Linked DNA regions of Mus musculus: regions 1 and 2 are each linked to region 3. The links are chromatin contacts, called in public HiChIP or PLAC-seq maps. All regions are on one chromosome and are shown on one strand. Each heading gives the region's core, a stretch centred on a gene start, on an enhancer-like site or on the middle of the called end of the contact. The rest is flanking DNA. Distances are from core to core; before and after follow the strand shown. Region 1 has its middle 18 kb from the start of Lpin2. Region 2 overlaps Dlgap1 (DLG associated protein 1). Region 3 holds the start of Myl12a (myosin, light chain 12A, regulatory, non-sarcomeric).

What was found. HiChIP or PLAC-seq counts read pairs in DNA pulled down with a chosen protein or histone mark.
Region 1: a contact with region 3 is called in an H3K4me3 HiChIP or PLAC-seq map of bone marrow-derived macrophages, with 4 times the contacts expected there. The contact joins the enhancer-like site here to the promoter of Myl12a in region 3. A contact is called at or near these places in 13 of 39 promoter capture datasets (3T3-L1-derived adipocytes, the C10 cell line, the HPC-7 cell line and 10 more), 1 of 484 Hi-C or Micro-C datasets (bone marrow-derived macrophages), 9 of 115 datasets of contacts at active chromatin or transcription factors (the SCID.adh cell line, bone marrow-derived macrophages, embryonic stem cells and 6 more) and 3 of 9 other capture datasets (adipose tissue, liver and pancreatic islet).
Region 2: a contact with region 3 is called in an H3K4me3 HiChIP or PLAC-seq map of embryonic stem cells, with 2.7 times the contacts expected there. The contact joins the enhancer-like site here to the promoter of Myl12a in region 3. A contact is called at or near these places in 6 of 39 promoter capture datasets (the C10 cell line, cranial neural crest, embryonic stem cells and 2 more), 21 of 115 datasets of contacts at active chromatin or transcription factors (the SCID.adh cell line, bone marrow-derived macrophages, craniofacial prominence and 10 more) and 2 of 9 other capture datasets (adipose tissue and liver).

The regions. Positions count from the first base shown.
Region 1 is chr17:71,163,771-71,166,477 of GRCm38.p6, reverse strand. No RefSeq gene overlaps it. Among named protein-coding and RNA genes, the nearest start is that of Lpin2, 18 kb to the left of the region's middle. Within about 2 kb of position 1,312, at least 94 of the 459 cell types and tissues checked have an H3K27ac peak or open chromatin away from gene starts, as enhancers often do. A contact at or near this core is called in the HPC-7 cell line, adipose tissue, bone marrow-derived macrophages and 3 more, where this site is marked.
Region 2 is chr17:70,778,353-70,781,052 of GRCm38.p6, reverse strand. The region is part of intron 8 of Dlgap1 (DLG associated protein 1); the gene reads right to left. The region is part of intron 3 of Gm41609 (predicted gene, 41609); the gene reads left to right. Among named protein-coding and RNA genes, the nearest start is that of Gm41609, 26 kb to the left of the region's middle. Within about 2 kb of position 1,367, at least 46 of the 459 cell types and tissues checked have an H3K27ac peak or open chromatin away from gene starts, as enhancers often do. A contact at or near this core is called in the SCID.adh cell line, embryonic stem cells, epiblast stem cells and 1 more, where this site is marked.
Region 3 is chr17:71,001,156-71,003,855 of GRCm38.p6, reverse strand. It overlaps Myl12a (myosin, light chain 12A, regulatory, non-sarcomeric), which reads left to right and starts at 1,323. Exons shown (of 4, transcript NM_026064.2): 1 at 1,323-1,748. It also overlaps a transcript of Myom1 not described here.

The DNA.
Region 1 (2,707 bases), core at 63-2,562, 160 kb before region 3:
ATATATACCCAGTGGTTCCATATTCTAGCACAGAGATTTGTTGTACATATTCATTGCTGTTCTACTCAGAATGGCCAGGGAGTGGACTCAGCTTGGATGCTCATCAACAGGTGAATGGATAATGAAAATGTGATACATGTGCAGAACAGAATTTTACTAATTTGTAAAGAAAAAGGAAATTATAAAACTTGAAAGATAAAAATCCTCCTACTCTCTCATGTATATAAATATAGGTGGAGCCTAAAAAAACTAGAAGAGACAGACCAAGCAAAGGTGAAGAGAGAGACAGAGGAGATGGAGAGATGGCTAGCAGCTCTCCCAGTACTGCAGGGCTCTGTTCTCAGCACCTACGCGCTAGCCCAATTATCAGTAACTCTACTTCCAGGGATAGCCTCATAGGGAACCACACGTGCATGCGGTCCCTAGAACATCCATGCAGAAAGAACAGCAATACGCATACAATAAATTAATAAAATCAAATAATACATGTGTACAATATGGAAATGAAATTAGTAGAAGAAGCTCCTAAAAGGAAAACAGGGTGCCTAACACAGAGTAATAGAATAGGAACTATGCAGTTTTAGAAAAAGGTTTATATTCATTATTTTAAATTGTATCTCTGCGTGGGTGTGTGCACATGAGGACAGCGCTAGGGAAGCCAGAAGCATTGAGTTCCAAGGAGCTCAGCTACAGGAGTATGTGAGCCATCTGCTGTGGGTCCTGCTGAGTTCAGGACTTCTGCAAAAGAAATATGTGTTCTTCACTCCCAAGCCTGGAACTATGGGGTCTGATTAAATTAAAATAGTGGCAATTATTCCATAAATTCCAATTAAATAAAAGATGTTTGAGGATGTTTACCTAAACATTAAAAAAAAAAAAAACCCTGAAATTTTGAAATTTGGGTACATGGCAAAAATTTCATTTTACTTTATAATTAAAATTTATGATTATTATGCTAAGAATAAAATTAATTGATAGTTGTAATAACATAGTATAGACATTTCTAGGAATGGAACTAACCCAATCTAAAAATACTTATTTGTAAGGTAAACATTTTTTTTAACATTTTAGTTTGTAATGTAAATAAAGTTTATTTCCTGTTATTTTTCACTCACTCATTAATCTCTATAGGGATCCAGTTAAGTCACCAAGTTTGTTTCCTTTTGATACATGCTGATGTAGCAGACAACAGCAACAGAGCATGTGGTATGACTCGTTCAAATTACCCAGCTAACCACGCACAGTCAGCTGGGGATGGAACAGAAAGGCCTGACTCACTATGTTGTCTTCCCAAGTTGTGAAATCTTCCTTCTTCCTGTTGACAAATCTGGCTTACTCACAGATACGACCTAGCAGAGCGCTAAATATGACACGAGACAGAAGTGTAGCATGAGGCCCTATCAGCTTCCCCTATGAAACTCATAGCGTGTGGTCTTCCCTGAACACAAGGAAATTGGGCCCTCACCAAAAGGCAGGCACTACTGCAGGACTGAAACTCTGAGCAGATGTTAGAAGGTGAAGAAGAAGAAAAAAAACTTTCTTAAAAATGCTATTTACTAGTAGCATACAAGTGCGAATAACTTGCAAAATAAATCCATTTTTCTTGTTTCTGGCATGTGTATGCTGTGGTACACATATGTGTATGTATGCATGGTACACATATGTGTATGTACATGTGTACATGAATCCCTGTGCATGGGACTGATTTGTATCTCATATATAGAGGCAGGGCCTCTCACTCGAACCCAGAATTCACCCCTTCAACTAGTCTGGCTAGCCAGGATCCTGGTCTCTGTGGTTACAGGTAGGCCACCACATCTGCCTGGCACTATGTGGGCTCTGGGGATCCAAACTCTGCACTTACCATCTCACAATGTACTTCTGTAAGAAGCAAACTAGCTGGGCATGGCGGCTCATACCTGCAACAGAAGCACCTGGGAAGCCGAAGCAAGAGGCAGTACAAGTTCTAGGCCAACCCAGACCTTGTCTAAAAATCAAATAAATCAATAAACAAGAAAGAGCAATTGACACATCAAAAAAAAAAACCAAAAAAAAAAAAAACAAAAAAAAAAACAAAAACAAAAAAACCCTCTTTCTTCCAAACCTAAATCAAAATAAGACCAAAAAAAAAAAAAAAAAAAAAAAAAAAAAAGGAGAGAAAGAGAAAAGAAAGCATAGATTTTTTTTTTTTTCTCCCAAAGGTTAGACCCTAGTTAGATTACACTTGAATATCTGTTTCTGCCATGGTTAAATCAGAAAAGCTCTGATCAGGTCAACTTATACTGATCACCTCATAGGGAAAGCATTCTAAATAATCAATTTATTTTCTTCTTGCTCCTGACCTTTACCATCTGACACCTGCCACTAAGTATATTCTATATGTTATACATACCATATATGTGTGTTATATAAAATACATGTTATTATACATACTATATAATACAAAATTTATAACACATGTTTTCTTGTTTATATATTTTTTCTCATTTATATGAAATATATAACATATACTTTATCTATAGTTATATAAAATATATAACATACTTTATATATAGTTATATAAAATATATTTGCATATAGCCTCTCTTGCTACTTGCTCTTGAATTTCATGTCTTCCTATCAACCTTTCACTGATTTTGTGCTCGCCTGGCTGAATTCCATCCATTTGTCCTGTGTGTTCCCATTGAACCAGGAGGTTATAGCCCAA
Region 2 (2,700 bases), core at 118-2,617, 220 kb after region 3:
TGTTGCCACAATGTTTCTATGTGTAACAGTTTTCAAATGCTCTTACAGGTTCTTGCGCAGAAAGGGGGTGGGGGGCGACACAAAGGAGCAACAGCTAAGCATCGCCATCTTCAGTGTGGTGTGGTGTGGTGTGGTGTGGTGTGTGTGTGAAGGCTGGAGAGTTTGAATCCAGGCCTAAGCAGGAACTAGGTAAGTGCTCACCTACAGCGCTACCTTTCTATGCTGACATTTGTTTGCTGTCTGGACCTGCCTGGCGGTCCAGTGACGTTCAAGCCAAGTGGACATTTTAGGGAGGCAAATTCAGTCATACCAGGGCAGAGGTCGTCCGCCCGCCCCCCCCCCCCCCCCCAGTTTCTGGTCATCCTCTTTAGTCCTTTGCTTCCATAGCACTTGTCTTTCAGAACTAAGTCTGGCGACTAAGTTGAGAATGTGACTCTTAGGCCGTTCTTTCTTCTTAGGGGCTTTTGCACCAAGCTCCTGTCAAGGTTCTTGTGGGATCTGAAAATGTATTCCCCTCTGCCACAGCAGTCTTGGTGATTTGTGAGCTGGCAGCATTTCTGATAAAGACCCAACATAACTCATTATACAAAGTAAAGTACAAAAGAAAGGGGCAGGAGACTGAGGTCAAGCCTCCCTGAAAAATGTACTCTTTCCAGTCAGAGCTTCCAAGTGAAGAGTGGGTGCAAGAGACCAACCTAGGCCCTCTACAGGAGCTCATGGTCTTAACTGCTGAGCTAGTACTTCAGTCTCACTGACATATTTTAGCACAGCTTTGCTTAAGTGAAAGTCATAGTCTCTTTGCTTTCTGAGAACTAAATGATCTTTAAAAAACAAAATATACATGCAAAGAGGAAGAAATGGAAAGAGAGAAAATAGAAGGGAGAGAAGAAAGGAAGAGAGGCAGAGAGGAGGGGAAAAGGAAAAGGAAGGGGTGGGCGGGGGGCGGGGGGGGCTCTCTGTAGAATTAAGGGCCATACATTTGAGGTCAGCTTGGATTTAGGCTGGACTTCAGGCTTTTGAAATTTGAAACCTGTGAAGGGCGCGCCTTTAAAACTCAGGTGCTAGGAACGATCTGATTAGGTTACATCATTGTTAAGCAAAGGAAAGAGAACCGAGAAGGGTGGGTGCTGGTTGTTTGGTTGTTTAAGGAGATGGTATGGAGTGTGTTGAACCCAGAATTTCTAGGAGGGCAAAGCAGGGATTGTAGCCTTAGACTTAAAGTGGCTGTTTCTCGGGCCTCTGTTTCTCAGGCCCCTCTCTTGCTTTTTACTTTTTGTTTTAGTATCTCGTTTAGCTGAGATCACTAAGCGCTCAAATATTTACACCTGTGTAAATATGAAGTCACTTGTGATCAAAGGAGGAATCTCTTATAGTGGCTGTCATTGTGGTCAAAGAGAACGGTGGTGTGGCTTCTCTAGAGCTTGTTCGGCCCAGTCATGAGCCTGCTGTGAGCTCTTTCTTTTATTCTGAAAAATAGGGACTTGGGGCTGGTGAGGTGGCTCACTTGATGACCTAAGTTGGATCCCTGGGAACCATACAGTGCAGAGAACCAACTGATTCCTGTAAGTTTTTAATGCCAAGATATCTTTTTGTATGTTTGTTTATAGTCAGCAAACTCTTACGGTCTAAGTACCAAGCACAATGGGAGGGCTGCAGTAGGAGAAGGGGCAGGGGCTCTCTAAGTGGCAAGTGAAACAGAGCAGGGGAGTTTTTTGTTTGTTTGTTTGTTTTGTAAGTCAAAGTGTCTCTGTGTCAATTCTCTTTCCACAAACATATAGGAAAAGATTCTGACTTTCTTTTCCGTTGAGTGCTCACAGGTCTGAATTCACACAGCATTCACTGTGAAACAAGGCTCATGGTCTGACTAGCACAAGTACTGGAGGAAGTACTTGTGCAGTGAGAAAAACTCTGGGAAGCAGGGCCGTGGCTGGGGAGCTTGGTCACTGGGGCTACTGAAGGTAATTGCTATTCCTTATTCCTCTGATTCTTGTCGGCCTCAGGTGAAGAACTGTATCACGTGTTTCCAGTCCAGTGATGCTCTGCCCAAGCACATGGGACCAAGCAGCCATGAACTGATTCTCCTGAAACCATAAAACAAATCTTTGCTACTTGAAGCCAATCTCTGAGATATTTTGATCAAAGCAACATAAATAAGCAGGCAGACTTAAGTCATACAGAAAATTGGTTTCATGTACTTACATATAATAAATAAACAAATCTTTAAAAAAGGGGGGGGCTAGAGAGATGGCTCAGTGGTTAAGAGCACTGACTGCTCTTCCGAAGGTCCTGAGTTCAAATCCCAGCAACCACATGATGGCTCACAACCATCCATAACAAGATATGACTTCCTCTTCTGGTGTGTCTAAAGACAGCTACAGTGTACTTACATATAATAAACAAATCTTTAAAAAAAAAGAAAGAAAATTGGTTTCAGACGTGGGGTTACTGCTATGACTAAAATCTAACCATGTAGTTTTTTGTTTTTTGTGTTTTTTTACCATGTAGTTCTTAAACCTTTTTTTTTTTAAAGATTTATTTATTGTTATATATAAGTACACTGTAGCTGTCTTCAGACACACCAGAAGAGGGCATCAGATCTCATTATGGGGTTGTGAGCCACCATGTGGTTGCTGGGATTTGAACTCAGGACCTTCAGAAGAGCAGTCAGTGCTCTTAACCGCTGAGCCATCTCGTCAGCCC
Region 3 (2,700 bases), core at 74-2,573:
GGGTTCTTTGCCCCTCCAGAGGACCTGACACACTTCTCTCTCCTCTTTCCTCTATCAACTCCTAGAATCGGCACAATTGCCCTCTGGGACATCTTCCACTAGTCCCCAGGTAGGTTTATTTGCTCTTCTGTAACTTATTCATATTTGTTTCCTTGTAGATCTCCGCCCTTTCTCTTCCATCCCACAACCCAGTCCCGAGGTAGCAACTGTTCATTTTAAAACAGGCAAGCCAGAGCCTTCCCCCTCCTCCCACAGCACTTACCAGTCTAAACCTATTGATTCATTTGGCAAGGACATATCAGGCAGCTCCTAGAGAAGCAACAAGGTCCCGTTTTCCAGCTGAGGTGGGACGGATAATGCCCATCCTGAAAAGGGGTTTTGGTGTTCTCCTTCTGGACAGGGAGCTGAGGAAGGCCTAAGCTTTCCAGGGTGACAGGCCACCTCCTCGTAGAGGCATTAGGGCATTGCTGCACTGCCTCAGAATCCACGGTCTCTGACTGCTCAGACCTCTGAGTTTGTACTGTCATAGCCAGCCACCAGCTGTGTCCCCAGTCTTCCTTAAAAGTCATGTTGGGCCCCTTAAAGTCCCTGAAGATGAAGAACACACTCTTAAAGACCTTGGTGTAGGGAGCTGGAGATGAAGTACCCAGTTATTTGTATTTGTACAAGTATCAAAGGGAGAAAAATTTTGTTTCTGACATCTGTAGGATTAGGACATTTTCCCCCTCAGCGGCTCTGCTTTTGAGTTAACTTCAAACCATATCACTGATTAATGGGAGGAATGTTTCTTGAAGAAAACATCCAGTCTTGGGGATACGAATCCCGCCAGGCTCGTAATAATCTCTCTTCCTTTAAATAAGAACTATTGTTAGCAGCTGCTCCACGCAAGGAGACCCGGCGGGTAAATTGGTCCAGCACTTTATTCCAATTACATCATTCACCCTCGAGCGACATAGGTGGAGCAAGCAGGAGTCACCATCAGGGTAAAGGGGGACTCTTGTAGAAAGTTCCAGAGAACGTTTGGGAAGAGGGCAATCGATATTGAATTCATGAACTCTTAAGTGGACCAAAGAGACAGCGCGGCGGCGGCCCTGAAACTTCAGTGTTTCCTCCCGCGTGGGAAGCGTGAAGAACTCCATAAAAAACTCCCACGCTGCCCAGACCCAGAGGCGCTGACCTAGACAGTGAGTCACCCTAGCTTCCTGCGCAGGCGCGCTCCAGCTGCGGGGCGAGGGGAGGCCCCGGGCTCTGGGGGGCGGGGCCAGGGCCAGTCACGTGACGTCCGCGGCCCGGCTCCTCAATTGCCCTAAAAGGACTTAGACGGGGGTCCCCGCCTCTCGCCGCGCTCTGGAATGCGGGCAGAGGGAGAGCTCCGGGCCAGGCGCAACCATCTGCTGACAGGGGGGAGGGCGCAGAATCACAATTCTAAAAGAGACGGGAGAAAGAGGAAGAGCCGGTGATTAGACCGAGAGACCCTCCACAGGATTCTTTAAGCCCTACTCCGCGTCCCGGACTCCCCGTCGGCGCCCCACGCCTGCCATCCGCTCTGTCACCTTCCCCGAGGCGCCCCCTCCCGTCCGGGCTGGCGCACCGAGGCGAAGGAGCATGGCCGCTAGGCTTCCTTCCGGTTCGCGAGCGGAGGCCGGAAGTGGCCGTACTGCGGAGTCTGGAAAGTTAGAAAGTCTGGGAGGGCGGCAGCGGCGGAGCTTCGCGGAGACGCTCACTCTCGGTTCTCGCGGCTGAGCAGGGTGAGTGGTGCTGGCCGCGGCGCGGGGCGGGGGCGGCTCGGTCCGGCCCGGGAAGGTGTCCCCGCGGGGCGGCGGGGACCGGCGGGAGCCGCGGCTCGGGGAGCGTACCTGGGCATGTGTGCGCGAGCCGGGGGAGAGCTGGAGCGAGCTGGGGGCGGCCGGGGCGCAGACCCCGCTCTGCTTCCCACACTAGGAACTTGGGAAATGTTGCTTAGCTCGCCGGCGCCGCGCGCCTTGGATCCTTGCCTCCCCGCGAAACCAGAGAGCCCCAGAGAGCTGACTCCGGAGCTCTGTTGAGTTGCTAACGTAAACTTGCCGGGATCGAGGAGGGAGTGTGCGGATAAAACCGTAAGATAGCACCGCCACCCTCGGCAACTGTCGTCGCAGCTGCGCGGCTATGTGTAGTAGCAAGACCCTGTTCAGATATACAACTCTAGTGTGCGCCCCTCTAAGTAAAACTTTTTTAAAGCGGTATTTGAACAGAGAGGAGATTTAGAGCTTCTTTTGCCTGTCGAGGGGGCTAAGTCGACTCTACAGAGGAGTGTTATTAAGAGTCTTTCAGTAGGCGTATAAACTATATTATAGATCTTTAGAGATCTTTTAAGATTTTAACATCTGAAGTGCAGACGTTGTATCAAAAGGTGACGAAAGCGAATCTTCACTAAAATTGCTGATATTTTCTTTTTTTTCTGGATGGCCTTTGATGAGGATTAATTAGAAAGGTATTTTGTCTTCAAAAGTGAGGTGTAGTTGACAAGTCGATCCTGGCGACTAATGACTTTTAAAAGGTGCTCAAAACTTTTTTTGGGTGTGGCTGTGGGAAGATCCAAGCTGACTGTCAACCGGAAGTGTGCCTAAGAAATAAAGACTTGGTTTTCCTTGAAACTGAAATACCAACTTTTAAAAACTGAGTCTATCCCCTCCCCCACATCTCATCTAGTAAGAAATGCAC